Regions from separate parts of the Mus musculus genome. Here all the other regions are linked to region 3. The links are chromatin contacts, called in public promoter capture Hi-C maps. All regions are on one chromosome and are shown on one strand. The core of a region is the stretch at or near the end of the contact, and the rest is flanking DNA. Distances in the headings are between cores, read along the strand shown.

Region 1 (3,895 bases), core at 1,379-3,878, 250 kb after region 3:
GTTCACAGATCATAATAAAACCTAAAAGGAAACCTATCTACATTAAGATAAAGACTATAATAAAGATGATATGTCAAGTTGACAGGGTGAAATTTTTTTTTAAAGATTTATTTACTTATTATATGTAAGTACACTGTAGCTGTCTTCAGACACTCCAGAAGATGGCATCAGATTTCATTACAGATGGTTGTAAGCCACCATGTGGTTGCTGGGATTTGAACTCAGGACCTTCAGAAGAGCAGTTGGTGCTCTTAACCACTGAACCATCTCTCCAGCCCTGAGATTTTTTTGTTTTGTTTTGTTTTGTTTTGAGACAGAGTTTCTCTTCATAGCCCTGGTTGTCCTGGTTACCAGGCTGGCTTTGAACTCACAGACATGCACGTCCCTCTACCTTCCAAGTGCTGGAACTTAAGGCATGTACCACCACTCAAGGCAGGGTCAATAAAGATCTTATTCTGTAAGGGACATTAGGCAGGCTACTAATGACATTTATGAAAAAAAAAATATATCATCCACCCCAAATCATGCAATGGGCATCAAAATTAACTTGATGCATTTTTTTTTTCCTTTGTGCTTTTTGAGACAGTGTCTCACTACATAGCTAAGAACATTCTGGAACTTGACATGTTGAACTCAAACCCATTGAGATATTTCTTCTGCCTCCCTCTGCTGGGATTGAAGGTGTGGGCCACCATTGCATGACTGTTACTTTTAACTGAGACATAAAAGGTGTAGCTATTGGGCCCAGGGAGATGCTCGGCAGGTAGATGTGCTTGCCGTGTAAGCCTGACAGCTTGGCTCTGATCCAGGAGATCCCACCGGCGGAGAGAACCAACTCCTGAGAGTTGTCCTCTGATATCGGCACACATGCCATGGCTGGAGCTCACTTGTTCACATACACTATCCCACCCCCAAACTCACAAAATAATGAATAAAATAGAAAATGTTAAGTTGGGCTGGTGAGATGGCTCAGTGGCTAAGAGCACCCGACTGCTCTTCCAAAGGTCCGGAGTTCAAATCCCAGCAACCACATAGTGGCTCACAACCATCCATAACGAGATCTGACTCCCTCTTCTGGAGTGTCTGAAGACAGCTACAGTGTACTTACATATAATAAATAAATAAATCTAAAAAAAAAATGTTAAGTTGTGCATATTAATTAGGCATATGGTTCAAGAATATTACCCTAGTACTTAGGAGTCTGGGCTAGAGGACTCCTCCCTATAAATCCAGAGAAACAAGGGATAGTAAGCTTCTAACACACACACACACACACACACACACACACACACACACACACACACACACGTACACACACGTACACACACGTACACATACGGCTTGGAGGTGCATACCTACAATCTCATCAGTTATGAGACAGAGGAAGGCAGTCAATAGTTCAAAGTCTAACTGGTCTCCAAAGTCAGTTTCAGGTCAGTCAAGGCTATATATAGGAGGAGATCTTTTTTTTAAAAAGTCAGAGATGGCTGTTGGTCAAGTGCCTACTCCAGGGCATGAGGCCCCCAGCTGTGACCCTAGGGACCATGTTAACACTGCGGGGTGCAGGGTGCTGTGTGTCTGTAACCTGTAGGCCATTGCTGGTGAGGAAAAGACAAGCCAATCCTGCAGTTTGTTGGCCAAGTCAATAAACTCAGGTTCTGCTGAGAGCCCGGTACCTCCCCACAGAGTGGGGTTCAGATCAGGGCTAGCATATCTATCTCCCAAGCAGCCTTTTCTGTTAAGGCATTAGACTCCTTTCTTCTAAGCAGAGAATATTGCTTGGCTGATAGAAAAACTGGAATTCTATCCTATCAACACTTAAACCAGGAGTGGCCCAAACCTATTCTAACACCTAGGTGATAAAGGAAGAAGGCTTGGAAGTTCAAGGTCACCCCCCAGCTACCTGTCAAGTTCAAGGTTAACCTGGGCTACAAAAGGTCAAATGCAAGGTTAGCCTGGGCTGCAAAGGATTTTCTAAAAACAAACAAACAAACAAACAAACAAACAAACAAACACCAAATCCCTGGGCAGGCATGATCTCTAACAGCTACCTTTCATTCCAGTACTAGGGAGGCAGAGAAAAGGCAGGCAAGTCTCGGCGAGTAAGTTCCAGGTTAGCCTGTATTACACAGTGAATTCTTGGACAGCCAGAGTTACATAATGAGACCCTATCTCAAAAACCACCACTAACAACACCATGCTTTGCTGGACACAATTGTTTTAATTACAACATTCAGAAGCAGGCAGATTGAGCTCCAGGCTGGCTAGAGATACCTACTGAGACCCTGACTTAACAAACAACAATAATACACAAAAATCTTTCTCAGAGTTATTTTTGAAACACAGTACGTTTGCTATCTGTAGTTGCATAACATGCACATGGGACTTTTCCCTGTATAACCATTCCCAGATAAAGGATGGGCAATGGGAGGTATATACTAATTTGTTTGCTGTTGTTTTTAAATTTTGAGTCGTGTAAACAAATTACTGATTCAAAGATGGAAATATATACAAATGTTTAAAAGCAAAGCTAGTGCAAGCTCTTGCTTTGCCTAGTCACACATCTTTGAGAGCGCTCCACGGCCCCTTCTGTGCAGCCAGCAGTGGCCTCTAGACTCTTGCTGCTCTTCGCATGGCCATTTCAGGACAGCCCACACCTGAAGGTCCACGAGCAGCTGCTTTTCTTCCCTGACTTGGAAACTCCAGAGCTGGGCTGCCTTTCTGAGGTCGACAGTCTAACAACCCGCTGCTTGCCCTTGATTCTCCTTTCTGTGCCTTCTCCAAGAGCCCTGGTAAGCTCTCCGCAGTTTTGCTGACTGTGTTTTCCTGTCTCCTCTGCTGGTGCCCTCCTCCTGCAAGGCAGCGTCCAGCCCCCTGCCAGCTGGTCATCCCTCTCTAAAGAAAACAAAGCTCCACAAAAGCCTCCAATATTCTCACCGAGTCTACAAACCTGAGATTTGCCTGGCTCTTGCTTTGGAGTGGAGTGTCCCTTGTGTACAATTAAACAGGATACATTAGTTTTAAGACACAGTTCCTTGGTTTCGTTTTGTTGACCCAATCAACTGGGAATGCCCGTTCTCATAAAATATCTGGCCCTGTGGAGAGTCCCATGGGGCAGTACAGTTTGTGTGAGAGTCTGGCTTAGTTGAGAGCCCCAGTAAATTTCCATTTGGTATTTCAGAGACTGGAGCTACATGGAATATGTATCTGCAGCTGTCTGAGGCCAGGAGTTGGGGGCAGAAACATGAGACCAAATTCCTGCCCTGACATCTGTGAGGGTTGTTAGGGGGTTGTCAATTGGCTATCATTGTCTGGAATACTTTGCTTAAAAAAAAATACATTTTCAGTAAACCAATCACATCACCAAGTTGTAGATATTTTCATGGTATTAGCCATTTTAAGGTCACCACACTGTGTGTGACAACATACAATTTATGATCATTGCTTTCCTCCCAACCCCCATTTCTTTCTAAGACAGGATGTCACTATGTAATTCCTCCTGGCACTATGTGGACAGGGCTGGCCTAGAACTCACAGAAATTTGCCTGCCTCTGCCTCTCTTTATTGCTCTTTCTTAAGTGTTTTTGGGGAATTAGCTTTTATATTGCAAAGATCACAGATAGCTGAAGTATAAACTAATTCACACAACCTCAATAACTCATTAATCTGACCCTGACAGCCATAGCATCCAGCTTTTAGCTTTCTTTAGCTACAATTCCTCAGCTCATGCATGTGATCTGAGACCTCTGCCAGGTGCGCTCCATGTGCTCTGAAAGCAAGTTGCTTTCACAGATGCCAAGTGTGGCCAGATCGCAGACATTAGAACAATCCATTCCTCCCCAGAGAGGATGCACCTTCCTTCCCTTGAGTGCCTTTAGATTGCTGAGGACAAAGA
Region 2 (4,018 bases), core at 1,425-3,924, 190 kb after region 3:
CTGTGGCCTAATCTACTTAGGAAGTCCAGGGCCAGCCAGGACTGCACAGTGAGACCCTGTCTGAAAACAAAAGAAGACTGGATGCACAGACGGAGCCAACTAGAGGTGACTGCACCAGCACACATCACTCAGTGCTCCCTGACCACTATAAGCATTTTAAACAGCATTTAACCTAAGGAATTAGAAAACCAAGGCATAAGGCAGGGGCAACAAAGAAGGCAAATGTCTAGACTACTGAAGGTCAGTTCCAGTGCGTGCCTAGTGATCAGACCAGGAAGGGGAAGACAGCATGTCTAGTTGCTGCTGGGCTTCCATATCAGAGGATGGGGTACCAGAGAAGGAGCGCACTGTGCTTACTATGAATGCAAGATACCTGGGCTGGTGATGCAGTTCAGCGATAGAGCACTTGCCTAGCATGTGTGAGCACCTAAATTCAATCCCCAGCACTGAAAACAGAGAGAGAGAGACAGAGACAGAGACAGAGACAGAAAGAGAAACAGAGAGAGACAGAGAGACACAATAACCACCATTAAGTTCTCCCTGTGAACAACTGGAGACTGTAAATCACCCACGTGTAGGTGGTAACTGAAGCTGGCTGAAGGCTGAGATCAATAAACTCAGAAGAGAAAGCCAACATTTAAATCACAGTGAGCATCATCTAGAACAGAGAAACACTTTCTTGTCTCTCAATAGGAAAGTAGCTAAATAAAACACAGCACTATCCATTTTATGAAATGCTACACAGTGGCCACAAAGAATGAAATGACTATTTACTAACATGGGATACTGCCAAGGCCCAATTTTTGTTGTTTTATTTCGTTTTGTTTTTGAGACAGAGTCTAACCTGAAGCTTGCTACGATATAGATCAGACAGGCCTTGAACTTACAGATCTCCCTGTCTCTACCTTCCTGAGTGCTTGGACAAAAAAATGTACTCCACAGGGCTGGAGAGATGGCTCAGTGGTTAAGAGCACCTGAATTCTCTTCCAGGGGTCCTGAGTTCAATTCCCAGCAACCACATGGTGGCTCACAGCCATCTGTACTGAGATCTGATGCCCTCTTCTGGTGTGTCTGAAGACAGCCACAGTGTACTCATGTTAAGTAAATAAATAAATCTTTAAAAAAAATGTACTCCACAATAGTGGCTAAAGGCCCATTCTTGAGACAAAGTATCAGAATGGTATATAACATGTCATTTGTGGAGATAAACTTTAAAGACATAAAATAACTTTTAAGTGTTTTCTGGGTTTACACATTCCAAGGACACATTCTCTCCAGGGAACAGGAATAAGAGAAGGAGTCAGAAATTGCTACATTCCATATAAATTACTAACTACCAATCATCCTGGTGTTTGTGGTGCTAGGGATCAAGTGCTTCACCACTGAGCTACACTCTGTCCCCAAAGAGAATGAGCCAGGGAACAAGGCTACCCTCTCACCCAACATGGCCTTCATGGTTAAATATGGCTTTGCACCTGCCCACATCTGAACATATTAACATAGCCTCCCAATGCCATACTTTCTCCTGAACCTCTGTGCCCAGGCTTGTCTTGGATCTTTAACTGGGACCACTGAATGTGGAAGACAAAGGAAGACATGCCAGCATGCAGAACAAAAGCAGCTGCCATTGTTCCAGCAGAAATCCTAAAGGGAGGATGGTTCTATGCTGCTAAGAAATGAGCCTGGGGCAACCTAGTGAGGTCATGGGGTGAGCCAGTCTCACTAGACAGAGTTAAATGAAGAGTTATGTCCTGGTGAGACGTTTATGGTGAAGGGCAAGGACAGCAAAGCAGCAGAGAGAGGCCAGAGACTCAGACAGAAAGGAGGTGAGGAGGTATTATGGGGAGACAAGAAGCTGAGATAAAACCTTTTGCAGTAGCCAGGTGATGGTGGCACATGCCTTTAATCCCAGCACTCAGGAGGGAGGTGGATCTCTGTGAATTGGAGGCTAGCCTGGTCTGCAGAGAAACCCTGTCTCAAAAACAATAAAAAAAAACAAGAAGCTGGAGAGATAGCTCAGTGGTTAAGAACATTGACTGCTTTTCCAGAGTTTCTGAGTTCAATTCCCAGCAACCACATGGTGGCTCACAACCATCTGTAATGAAATCAGATGCCCTCTTCTGGTGTGTCTGAAGACAGCTACAGAGGAAAGAAAGGAAAGAAAGGAAGGAAGGAAAGAAAGGAAGGAAGGAAAGGAAGGAAGAAAGGAAGGAAGGAAGGAAGGAAGGAAGGAAGGAAGGAAGGAACGAACGAACGAAGGAACGAAGGAAGGGAAGAAAGAAAGAAAGAGAGAAAGAAAGAAAGAAAGAAAGAAAGAAAGAAAGAAAGAAAGAAAGAAAGACAAAAAACCCCAAACACCTTTTTTGTAATAAAGCATGATGGTATACACCTGTAATCCTAATACTAAAGGCTGAGGCAGGAAAATCAGGAATTCAAGGCGAGTCTGGGCTGGCTACAGTAGCTAAACCTGGGGTAGGGTGTTGGGGGTGGGAGACGTCCTCCTCTGGAAAGCAAGGCTGCGGTTGTGCAGCCCTCTGGCGACTGCACTCTTAACTTTCAGCTTCCTGAGCAAACATACTTGGTTGTTTTCCTGGTTACCCAAAGCAATGACACTGCTCAGTCCTTACCCAACAGCTGATTCACTACCACTTCTCAAACCACAGGCTCACTTACCAGCTGGCTCTAAGAAAAAACAAGTCGGTGTGAACTGTCAAAGTCCTCTTGGACCTGACCTTAGCCAGGAGAGCAGGTTTCATTTCAAAACTGAAAGGACTGAAGGACTGGGGAAATCCAAAGCGCGCAAAGACCAGGAACAGGTGGTTCCCATCAGAAGAGTCCCCAGCTGGAACGCAAACAGAAACTAGACCACTGATAAGACACGGTTTACAGTGTCTGTCTCCAAGCTCTGGCAGCTGATTAGGTTGTCAACTATTTACAGCAGGGCATAAACACACTTATCCCACTCCAGTCTACTCAATAACTCTTTTCTCCAAAGCTGAAGCAACTTTCTGGATTTATTGAGTTTGAGAATTACAGGGAGGATCCAATAACTGGGACATCAGGGCAAAGGGATCCAGAATCCTTCAAATGGGCCACATTTTGAGTATAAAGAGTTATTACTACCTCTTCCTGATTCCCCATTAATGGGTGGCAAAATTCCTGTCTCAGTAAAAACTTTTCAGTTTATTCCTAGTGACCATTTGCTGTGAAGTGACAATACCAGAGGACAGCTCAGCAGGAGTTGGGTTATATGCCTGAGGTTCCACTGTGGCTAGCTGTGACTCAAGACATGTCACTGCACTTTTCTGGGTTCAGTTTCAGTTTCCTCACCCGTAACATAAGAAGACTGGGAAACATCTGTACCAAGAAAAGTTTTAAGTTCTTAATTCAAGGCTACTTTTTAAAAAAGCACACCTCAGGGCTGAAGAGATGGCTCAGTGGTTAAGAGCACTGACTGTTCCCCCAGAGGTCCTGAGTTCAATTCCCAGCTCACAATCATCTGTAATGGAATCTGATGCCCTCTTCTGGTGTGTTGAAAGACAGGGACAGTGTATTTACATACATAAAATAAATCTGTTTTTTTTTAAGGCATACCTTACCACTCTATGAAAAAATTCAAGGCATAAATAAAATTCACAAGCTCCTAGCCATAATAGGCTGCTGCTTACAAAGGACTGAGGAAGGGCCAGTTTAGGCCACTGGCACATGCTGCATCACTAGGAACCCAGACGCCAGAAAGCTACTCTATAGACTGTGATCAATAGTAAAGAATACTGAACGCGGTGAAGACACTACTCACACAGGGCCCAAGTATGGTGAGATATGCAGATAATCCCAATACTTAGCAGGCTAAAGCAGAAAGATGTAAGCTCTGAGGTCAGATTACATAAGGAAGACTCTGTGCAGACCAAAAGATAGACACACACAAAGAAAAAGACATCAATAGCCCATGTTCACTACAGCACTGACAGCAACTGCATACTGCAAGCCAGGGCTCTCTGGTGGAATGCTTACCTAG
Region 3 (4,458 bases), core at 1,742-4,241:
GCTGAATCCCTGAGCTTCAGTTTCAATGGTAGGCCCTGTCTCGATGATGATGGTGGTGAGGAGGAGGATGTGGTGGTGGTAGTGAGGAAGAGGATGGAGAGTAAGACAATGATGTCAGCTTCTGATTTCCACATGGGTGCACACAGCCACACACACACACACACACACAAACGATGAAATTGAGATGGCTTAGTGGGTAAAGGCTCTTTCTACCAAGCCTGACAACCTGAGTTCAATCCTTAGAACCCACGTGGAAGAAGAAAAGAACCAAGTCCCCCAGATTGTTTCCTTCTCCCATAAGCTAAGGAATAACACCCCTCTCTCATATCAAAAACGTAACGAAACCAACAAAACCACTAGCATTTAAATATGCTAAGGCCTACTCAATGGTATTGAATGACATGTTAGCTTGTTCTCTGAAAACGAGTGATTCTCTGCTCTAGTCAGTGCAGCATGCCTTTTAAGTGTCACATGGAACTGAGCTCAGTGGGGTAGCTATACCCTGTGTTCTCAGCACCACAAAGGACAAAAGTTGCAGATGTACAAAGAACACACACACACTCCTTTGTTCTTTCTGCGTTGGTACTGGGATCACTGACAACATTGCTATGTGACAGTCACTCCAATGAACTTAGATTCAGGTATCAACGCTACCACCTCAGGACTGTGGAATCTCTACTCCAACTTTATTACACTTTGGAGGCATTATTAGGTTCTTTGTTTTGGTTTTAACAGAAGTTTTACCATTACGTGGTGTCTTAGCCAAAATTTTAAGAACAGTGTTTTGTGGCTGAGTGCTTTCAGTGGGCTGTTTTTCTTATCCTTAGGTATAAGTTCAGGGGGAGGGTAGAAAGTCACAATTTTCTGCTCACTCTTGGCTTTTCAGAAGTCCTACTGTGTAGCTAGCTCCTCTAGGCCCCAAAATAATGTCATCTCAGTCATCAACATAATAAGCCAAAGTTCCAAGTGTAGTCTGAGGTTTCTTTCCTCAGTCAGTTCTGGCCTCAATGGGATGCTGGCTTGGGGAAGGGAAGTCAGGGCAGGGGACGAGGGCAGGGGACTGGAATGGGGGGAGGGCACTTCTCTTTTTCTCCATCATCCCTGCTTGTAGCAACAGTGAGAAGAGCAGAGGGGATCAGGTCAGTTCTTGCACTGCCCTTGCTCTGAGGGTGGAGGCTAAGTCCTATGTGGCTGTGGCAGGCTCTTACAGACATTGCCATGGCTCTCCTCAGTATCCAGGGAGCCATTCACCTGCGCTTCCTTAGACAAGACCAATATGGATGTTTTACCCTCTAGGAATTTAGTGACACATGAAGCCACCATGTTACAGTCTAGCTTGTGCATACGCCAAGGCCTCTTTGTTTTTGTTTTTTGTTTTGGTTTTTCAAGACAGGGTTTCTCTGTATAGCCCTGACTGTCCTGGAACTCACTCTGTAGACCAGGCTGGCCTCGAACTCAAAAATCCGCCTGCCTCTGCCTCCCGAGTGCTGGGACAATGTTTTAAGATGACCTCACGTATGTTTCATATTATGTACATTCCTGCGTGTCCCCTGCAGCCACCGTAGTTCTCTTCCTCCCACTTCTCCTTCAACCAGCCTCAGCTACACACCCTCAGAATTTCTCAAACATGAGAAATTCCTCAGTGGCTCACAAAGGACATATACTGCTATAACGGAGTGCAAATGGTGAATTGATGCAGTCAGTTCCGGGGGGGGGGGGGCGAAAAACTGGCAAGAACTCGTAAAGTTGAAAATTTCCCAAGAGCCCGTTTCTGGGATCTGCCTGATGAAGCTTTTGCGAGTGGTGTTCCTGAAAGAGCATCTACGTAGAAATAACTGAAACCCCTTGGCAAGGGAGTAGGCAAATGATGTGTCTAACAATGAGCAGTGACAATAACTAGAGATTCCATTCAAAGTATAGTTTTAGGAGAGGAGAAATCATAGGTTTGGGATGGTCCAATTCCATTTAAATTACATGTCTGAATGTGCAGCAGAAGAGTGGTTATACGTGTAAAGACATGCATAGAAATGGCACAGAGAGGGAGAGGCTGGAAACTGAGAATTAGTACACAAGGGGTTTCTCATTCCCCACTATATATCAATAAAGCTAAAGGGGAGTGAATCAAAGTAAGTGTGATAGAATTCCAAGCCAGTAGTAGGTCCACAGGTACTTGTATTGCTCTGTTTGAAACATTCTATTATAAACATTTTACTTTGAAAGGTATAAAAGGCAGGTATGGTAGCTCAGTGCCTCAACTCCTAGCACTTAGAGGCTGAGATAGGCGGACTTCTGAGAGTTCCAGGGAAGCCTTGGGCTTCAGAGTGACACTTTTCCTTGAAGAAAATTTAAAAAAAAAAAAAAATCGAGGGCCAGGGATGTAGCTTAGTTGGTAGAATGTTTGCTTAGCATTCAAGAAGCCCTGCATCTGATACTCAGCATTTCAGGTCCACGAAGGTGATGTGACACATACATGGCTGTAATCCCAGCTTTCAGGGGGTAGAAACAGGAGATCAAGAGTTCAAGAGCATCCTATACAGTGAGTCGAAGTATGTAGTACGAGACACTGACACAATAAAATAATAATTAAATCAAAACAAGGCAGCAGAAGGAAGGCAAGACCTGGAGGCTAGCTGAGGCTCCAGACTGAACCCGGTCAACACAGCTGGGTGACGGTCATCTATCTAACCGGGCCAGTCGGGTCCTAGAGCCCTGGAAGCAAAGGCCATGTTGGCAAGTCCGTCCTCTTATTAACCGTACAGGGCTGGATGAGACCCCGGAATCGAGGAAGCTTACGGGAAGAACCAGCGACAGAGATCCCGAGATCTGTTAGGCATAAGCACACAGTGCCCACGCCCCTCCGTTGAAGCCGGAACCGCGGAAGTCAGACACGCACCGGGGCTGAGCGCCGCAGGGACGGGCCAGCAGCCTGCGCATGCGCAACCTGCAGCGCAGGCTCCGTCCTCCCGCCCCGCCTTTTCCGGAGGCTCGCCTTGCGCCTGCGCCCTGCGGCGCGCGCTTTGTTGGGAGAAGGAGGGGGCGAGGTCTAGCGAAGCCGGTCCGCTGAGGCGCTACGGGCGGGGCTGAGGATGGAGGTGACTGCGTTCGCGGCGACGGTTGGGGCTGCGCGCGAGGCGGCAGCGGAGTAGGCGGTGGAGATACGGGCATGGCGGGGCGGCCCCTCGGTGCTCCCTAGGCGCCGGAGCCATGGGCGCTCTCAGCAGCCGGGTGCTGCGGCCCGCAGGGCGCACAGAGCAGCCCGAACCCACGCCCGGGGCTGGGGGCGCGGCCCGCAGGTCGGACGCCGGCGAAGATGCGGGCCACAGCTTCTGTTACTGTCCGGGCGGCCGCAAGCGCAAGCGCAGCAGCGGCACATTCTGCTACTGTCACCCCGACTCCGAGACAGACGACGACGAGGACGAGGGCGACGAGCAGCAGAGGCTGCTGAACACGCCGCGCAGGTACGGAACGCCCCGCACCTTGGGGGGCCTGACCCCGGTGTCCTTGACAGGAGAGCGCGGGAGGGTCGGTGCGGGAGGTGAGTGCCCGCGGAGCAGATGGGAGCTGGGCGTTTGCAGACAGACCTAGGTCAGTGCGGGAGCGGGCGCGTGCCGGGCAGACCTGGGGTCAGTGCGGGAGCTGGGCATTAGCAGACAGACCTGGGTCAGTGTAGGGTCTGGGAGTTTGCAGATAGACCTGGGTTAATACGGGAGCTCGCGCGTGTTGGGTGGACCTGGGATCAGTGCGGGAGCTAGAAAGCTTAGGGTTCTGCACATTAAACAGAAGCTTCCTGAGTGTCAGAGCCTCAACCTGAGCCTAAAAGGACTAGCCAGAGCTTCCGCGTCCCTTCCGTAGCAGGCGTTTGCTTTTTGAATAGGATAGCCACGGGAAATTTTACTGTGCATCACTAGCCATAAATCAGTAAAGAGAGGAGCATAGTAGTCCCTGAGATGGACATCTCTCTGTGTTGTCACTAGAGGGACCAGTGATGGAGATTCGCCCAGTTAAGAACAAAGTCTGCTTGTTGAGGTGGGCTGCACTCTGTGTAGGTTGCATAAGATTTTTTTGAGGGAAGAGTTGAAAAAAAAAAATCATTGCTTGTGAAATAGATGTGGCGTATACCAGAATATACTGTGCAGTAAGGATTTTTTTTTTCTCTTTTTAAGGTCACTGTTAGACTCACACAGATGTAATTTTTTAATGAAATTTTTAAAAAGGATCTGCTTATGGACATTGCATTTTTGTTGACAAAAAAAGTGTAGGTGAGCCGGGCGTGGTGGCGCATGCCTTTAATCCCAGCACTCCGGAGGCAGAGGCAGGCGGATTTCAGAGTTTGAGGCCAGTCTGGTCTACAGAGTGAGTTCCAGGACAGTCAGGGCTACACAGAGAAACCCTGTCTAGGAAAACCAAAAAAAAAAAAAAAAAAAAAAAAAAAAAAAAAAGTGTAGGTGGTAGAGTTGG

Evidence for each region. Promoter capture Hi-C pulls out the DNA fragments that hold promoters and counts their contacts. Capture Hi-C pulls out chosen DNA fragments and counts their contacts.
Region 1: a promoter capture Hi-C map of liver shows a contact between it and region 3, with 2.7 times the contacts expected there. The contact joins the promoter of A430078I02Rik here to the promoter of Gmcl1 in region 3. A contact is called at or near these places in 12 of 39 promoter capture datasets (the 3T3-L1 cell line, 3T3-L1-derived adipocytes, cranial neural crest and 8 more), 5 of 484 Hi-C or Micro-C datasets (Sertoli cells, embryonic stem cells and palatal mesenchyme), 3 of 115 datasets of contacts at active chromatin or transcription factors (extraembryonic endoderm stem cells, memory CD8 T cells and pro-B cells) and 4 of 9 other capture datasets (adipose tissue, embryonic stem cells, liver and 1 more).
Region 2: a promoter capture Hi-C map of hematopoietic stem and progenitor cells shows a contact between it and region 3, with 3 times the contacts expected there. The contact joins the enhancer-like site here to the promoter of Gmcl1 in region 3. A contact is called at or near these places in 15 of 39 promoter capture datasets (the 3T3-L1 cell line, the C10 cell line, the HPC-7 cell line and 9 more), 1 of 484 Hi-C or Micro-C datasets (Th1 cells), 4 of 115 datasets of contacts at active chromatin or transcription factors (embryonic stem cells, intestinal villus epithelium, large pre-B cells and 1 more) and 3 of 9 other capture datasets (adipose tissue, liver and pancreatic islet).

Annotation. Positions count from the first base shown.
Region 1 is chr6:86,479,563-86,483,457 of GRCm38.p6, reverse strand. It overlaps A430078I02Rik (RIKEN cDNA A430078I02 gene), which reads left to right and starts at 2,628. Exons shown (of 3, transcript NR_131126.1): 1 at 2,628-2,792. 2310040G24Rik (RIKEN cDNA 2310040G24 gene) reads left to right here. Exons shown (of 2, transcript NR_040293.1): 2 at 1-82.
Region 2 is chr6:86,546,812-86,550,829 of GRCm38.p6, reverse strand. The region is part of intron 3 of 1600020E01Rik (RIKEN cDNA 1600020E01 gene); the gene reads right to left. Among named protein-coding and RNA genes, the nearest start is that of Gm38676, 20 kb to the right of the region's middle. Within about 2 kb of position 2,674, at least 143 of the 459 cell types and tissues checked have an H3K27ac peak or open chromatin away from gene starts, as enhancers often do. A contact at or near this core is called in Th1 cells, adipose tissue, embryonic stem cells and 6 more, where this site is marked.
Region 3 is chr6:86,731,911-86,736,368 of GRCm38.p6, reverse strand. It overlaps Gmcl1 (germ cell-less, spermatogenesis associated 1), which reads left to right and starts at 2,991. Exons shown (of 14, transcript NM_011818.3): 1 at 2,991-3,458. The coding sequence starts at 3,205.